Linked DNA regions of Rattus norvegicus: region 2 is linked to region 1. The links are chromatin contacts, called in public Hi-C maps. All regions are on one chromosome and are shown on one strand. Each heading gives the region's core, a stretch centred on a gene start, on an enhancer-like site or on the middle of the called end of the contact. The rest is flanking DNA. Distances are from core to core; before and after follow the strand shown.

Evidence for each region. A called contact is a pair of places that touch in the nucleus more often than the background predicts.
Region 2: a Hi-C map of the A7r5 cell line shows a contact between it and region 1, with 3 times the contacts expected there. The contact joins the promoter of Rab2a here to the enhancer-like site in region 1. A contact is called at or near these places in 2 of 12 Hi-C or Micro-C datasets (the A7r5 cell line and Schwann cells).

Annotation. Positions count from the first base shown.
Region 1 is chr5:26,393,164-26,395,863 of GRCr8, reverse strand. All of the region lies in intron 3 of LOC102551006 (a long non-coding RNA gene), which reads left to right. Among named protein-coding and RNA genes, the nearest start is that of Rab2a, 79 kb to the left of the region's middle. Within about 2 kb of position 1,328, at least 4 of the 93 cell types and tissues checked have an H3K27ac peak or open chromatin away from gene starts, as enhancers often do. A contact at or near this core is called in the A7r5 cell line, where this site is marked.
Region 2 is chr5:26,472,162-26,474,984 of GRCr8, reverse strand. Rab2a (RAB2A, member RAS oncogene family) reads right to left here and starts at 1,561. Exons shown (of 8, transcript NM_031718.2): 1 at 1,314-1,561. The coding sequence starts at 1,359.

The DNA of each region.
Region 1 (2,700 bases), core at 79-2,578:
AGTCTTGAGCAATCTTTCTGTCCACTGCCAATCGTGTCAGCTAGTTGTTTTCCATGAATGTTCCATGCATTTTATTTTTGATCTTTTGGTTCCCTATACTAACTACACTATTTTCTGTAATCATACTAACCTTGCTAAGCATGATAAACATCACCTTTTCCAAGCTTCTTATTTCTTATCTTATTCATCTTTCTTTCTTTCTTTCTTTCTTTCTTTCTTTCTTTCTCTCTCTCTCTCTCTCTCTCTCTCTCTCTCTCTCCTTCCCTCCCTCCCTCCCTCCCTCCCTCCCCCCTCTCTCTCTTTCTTTCTTCCTTTCTCTTTCTTTTTTCCCGGAGCTGGGGACCGAACCCAGGGCCTTGCGCTTGCTAGGCAAGTGCTCTACCACTGAGCTAAATCCCCAACCTTCTTATCTTATTCCACACTTCCGCAACATAATGTTTTGAATGTGGTGGATGTATCCGAGAAATGCCTGACCTTTGTCTGCCTCTACTTGGATAAAATCCATGGGCCCTCTGAATATCCTGTATGAGCTGGAAAATTTGACTTTGGGCTTAACATTCACAACGACAACTTTTGTGCCTGGCCTAGCATCTCTGTCCCCAGAGAGAGTTGGTAGCCTGAGCACTGGTCAGCCACATGGGCAGAATGAGTCCCTATACACACCAGCAGCAGTGGCTCTGATGAGCTTCCCTGCGGGTAAATATTCTGCACGCTGTCGCACGCTGTAGCCAGGAGGAGAGCATGGTCTTTTATGAGAGGACAGCTGAAGGTCGGTACTTGAGTTCTTCTGGGCATGGTCCCATGGCAAAAATGTCTATTTTGTAACTCACCCACGTGTTTACTTATTGCCATTGAAAGTCAGGCAAAATGTTGGGTCCTAGGTAGTCAGTGATGACCAAAAGGTGCCATATCACAGTCCAGAAGTAAGTTCAGACAAGCATGTGGCATGGCATGGCAAATCCAGGGAGCCATGGCCGACTTACAGGAGCCTTGATCATGACAGCATTCGCTGCCACTGTGCAGTTCTTCTGATTCGTTATCTCTTCCCTGTTCTCTACTCTTGTTCTTCTGTGCGGGGTCTCAGTGTCACTTACGGTAGCAATAAACTCATGACAATCACCCTGGCTCCCCGCACCTGTGGTTCCAGACATGGACACGGCGTCTAGTTCCTCTCCTTTCCCATGCTCACTTCTAGAACCTTCTGTTTCTCAGCGTTTCCTTCCCTGTCACTATGCCCTCTCTGGTAAATCTTTGCTCTTGCAGCTGCAGTTCTGCACTGATGTTCTCACATCTGTGTCTTCCACAGAGACAGTTTTCCTGAACTACAAGCTTGAGTCACCAGTTCCCTTCTGGGTGTATTTAATATGACTCAAGGGAACAGCATGCCTCTCCCTCCAAAGCAGCTCTGCCCTTGGGTTTCTCACCTTGATGAATAAATCATGTCGCCCTCCACTCAGACTCACAAGCTGGACGGCTACACGGCTCCCTGTTTATCCTATCTCCCCTTCTCCAGCATGTTTGGTCGTTGTGATTCCCAAACCACTTTTCACTTGCTGGTTCCCCTTCCTATTTGTGGGGAGGTATTCTGCCACTACATGCAGCAGCCTGGCCCTCCACTTTCGTAACTAGGTGTTTACTTTCTCTGTCATTGGCAGCTATGGTTGGTGGCTCAGGCCTATAATCCGAGCTACTTGGGAGGCTGAGGCAGGAGGATGCTAAGTGCAAGGTTTGCCTGTGCTGTCTATTAAACTCACATCCTGACTGGGCAACCTAATAAGACACTGTTTTACAATTGGTGTTGGGGTAGCAGTCAGACAGGCCTGAGGATATAAACCAAGTAGGACTCATCTAGCATGTATGAAGTCCTAGGTTTACTTTTACGCAATGTGCACACACACACACACACACACACACACACACACACACACACACACACACACGGCCACTTCCGGTTCAAAAATTTCTGGTGGATTTCTGTCACATGAAATGTCAAACTTAGTATCTACTGTGGCCCATCAGATCCTACACAGTCAACTCCTTGCTAAGTGTCCCCACTCCTTACTGACTGTCATTCTGCTCTTGTTCACCAGGCTCTAGCTCCTAGGTCCTTACAGTTTGCCTAACACACTTATGACCCAGACTCTGCATGCTGCCCCTTCCGACCAGCCTCCCCACAGTGTCTCACCTATCAGAACATTATTCAAATGTTACTCATGGAGCAGCTTTCTGAGGTATCCTGTGCTAAATAGTCAAGGCCCAGGTCATTCTCCATGTCTTCCTTCATAGCTGTTCAAGTACTTCCTCCTGTCTGAGATTCCACAGTTGAATTAGTTGTATAGTGGCTTCTTTTCTATCCTTAAAAGAGCAGCTAAGCTCCACGTGGCCAAGGGGGGGTACCAGCAGCACCTTGGTCATCTGGCTGAGAGAGCCATGTAAGAACTTTCTACTCTCCCTTGAAGGGAAAGTACCCTGCAGACCCTGAGACCCAGGAAGCACAGGGAGATGTAGCTATATATTTCCATGTTAGCCTGTTCAAATCTTTGTCATCAGATACTGAAGGCCTATGTATTGAGCAGGGGAACACAATATGCGTGTGTGTGTGTGTGTGTGTGTGTGTGTGTGTGTGTGTGTATCTGTGTGTCTCTGTGTGTGTGTGTATGTGAGTGTGTATCTGTGTGTCTCTGTGTGTGTGTGAGTGTG
Region 2 (2,823 bases), core at 312-2,811, 79 kb before region 1:
CAGACAACCAAGTGCTTAGTTACTCCCGTTTCACAAACCCAGGCATATTGCAGTTAATCTGACATCTCCAATTTTGCTTTTTTATAACTCAGTGCTTTTATTTTAGATACCACTTTCCCAGTTTACAAAATATGGCTTTACCCAGTACCTTGCATAGAAAACTATCCAGTTTCCTTACACACACACACACACACTCACATCCCTTGCTGAAAAACTGTATTTACAGCAGGAAGTTTTTATTGGGCAGCAATCAACATACTTCCAGAGTTACTTATAGAACCTGCTACATCATAGGGCAACCTCAAACCTGCTTCTACATTTACAAAGTTGTGTAAGGGGTCTAGGTTGTGCAACAGTCAGCACTGAAATCAGACTCTGATGTATTAATAGTTTTAACACCTAAACAAGCTTTACGTTTATTATTAGATTCGAAATGAGGCCCAAATCGCAGGTATTCAAAGTATTTCATGAACAGCTTGCTTATTTGCTTGAGAAACTTATTAGGATGCTATTTTTAAGTGGGGACTGATTTTTTTTTCTTTTTGCTACAAATGTACACGAGGTCACTTGAAAATTAGCAGTTGTGATCTTGGACTTGACACAACTGAAAAAAAGAAAAAAATCAGTAGTCAGTCAGCATACCCACTGTATGCTCACACCCAGAGCACTGACCTGCCTTGCATTACTATCCAATCAAATAATCCCAGCATACACGTGGCAAAAGTCGCCGGAGTCTACAGTGCTTTAATGACCCCGAGAAGAATTGCCCTGCCACTGAATCATGTGACCTGACTTATTAGGACTTGGAGGTTGAGGATGTTTCAAAAAAAAAAAGATTTTTTTTTTCCTTTTTCAATTTTTTTTTCTCCTCAACAGGCTGTCCCACTTCAGGGTGCGCCTTGCCAGGGCCTAGACGGAAGCGTGCAGGTCGGGGAGGTGGGACCAGGGAGAAAAATCCGGACTGGGGCCTGTCACGCTCTAATTCGCTCGGCTTTTCTCTCACTCCCCGGGCCGCAAAGACAGTCGAGGCGGGGCCCCGGGGACAGCCATCCTGCTGTCACACTCTCCGGGAGTGGCAAACGGCTGCCGCTGGCTGGGCTGCAGCGGGCCCGGGCGAAGCGGGGAAGGCCCAGCCAGGCCGCGGCCGCTCGCAGCGCCCACGTCACCAGCGCCAGCACTGCGGAAATGGAGCGGCGGCCAGGGGACCGAGGGAGGAAGGGAGGCGCCGCGCCGCCCGACCCGTGCCTACCGGCGCCACCGCCGTTTGCCCCTCCTGCCCGCTCTGGGTCTCCCAAGCCCGCCGCCGGCCTCACCTGTGTCGCCGATGATGATGTACTTGAAGAGATAGGCGTACGCCATGGCCGCGGCCGCTCCGTGCCAGGCTCACGGCTCCTCCTCCCGCTGTGCGCCTCCTCCGCGCCCTCACCGGCGCCGCTCGGCCGCGAACCCGGGCCCCGCCCGCCGTCGGTCGCCGTCAGAGCCAGCAGCAAGGGCCGAGGGGCAGCGGGACGAACTGACAGCGCCGAGCGCGGATCGCAGCGGCCCAGCCCTTCGGAACAATAACAGCCGCGGCGCCTCCGCCCCGCCTCCGCGCCGACCCGGAAGTGCTGCCGCCGCCGGCGCCGCCGGAGGAGAGGGGAGGAGCCGCGGCCGCGCCCTCCGGTCGGAGTCCCGCCTACCCCGGAGCCCCGCCCACCAGGCTGGGTGTCCGGGAGTCGCGAGGAGCCCAAGCAGGCTAGGTTCAGCTCCGCTCTTTGTGTGTGTGTGTGTGTGTGTGTGTGTGTGTGCGCGTGTGCGTGTGTGTGTGTGTGTGTGTGTGTGTGTGTCTGTCTGTCTGTCTGTCTGTCTGTCTGTCTGTCTGTGTGTCTGTCTGTGTGTCTGTCTGTGTGCGTGCGTGCGTGCGTGCGTGTGTGTGTGTGTGTGTGTGTGTAGTGTTTGGGGAAACTAAATCGGGAGCTAGTAATTGTGGTATGCCCCTATAATGGAATACTATGCTGTTATGCTGTTCCTTAAAATATGTAAAACAAAAAAATCTGTATAAATATTGAAGTAGATATACCTTTGCATGCCATTTATCAGACCATAATTCTAAGTGCCGTGTTGTATATTCATGTAATGTATACGATATGTAGCTTAATCGTGTTCTGTATATGTATTGTATGAAACACTGAAATAAATACCTGATATTAAGTTACACGATGGAATTGATAAGAAGTGTATGTGTGTGTGCAGTTCAAAGTTTTTGCCTTTGACTCTATCCTGTATATATTGTTAGTGGTACCAGCAAGAAGCAGACTTAGTTCTTTAAAAGCCCAGGTTTTGAAGAAGGTGGAGGACAGAGTTTAACTATCTAAACAGTTTTCTGGAGAGATTGCATCTGAACCAGTTACCGGAAAGCCTGTATCAAAAGGACAAAGGTTATTACAAGCCTGCCATGCATTTATAATCTCAGCCCTCGGGAGATAGATAGAGGAAGGAGGGTCAGGAGTTCTAGATCATTCTTTACAACACTGAGGGGTCAAACAAGGGACCCTGTCTCAAAAAAATGTGTCCTGAAAATGAACAGATAAAGCACCTGCCAGGCAAGCCTGTCTTGAGTTCATTCTCTAGAAACCACAATGGAAGGACACACACACACACACACACACACACACACACCACACATCACACCACACACACCACACACACACACACCACACACATACCACACACACAAAACACACACACTACACACCACACACACACCACACACCACACACACAAAACACACACCACACACCACACACATACCACACACCACACACACACATCACACACCACACA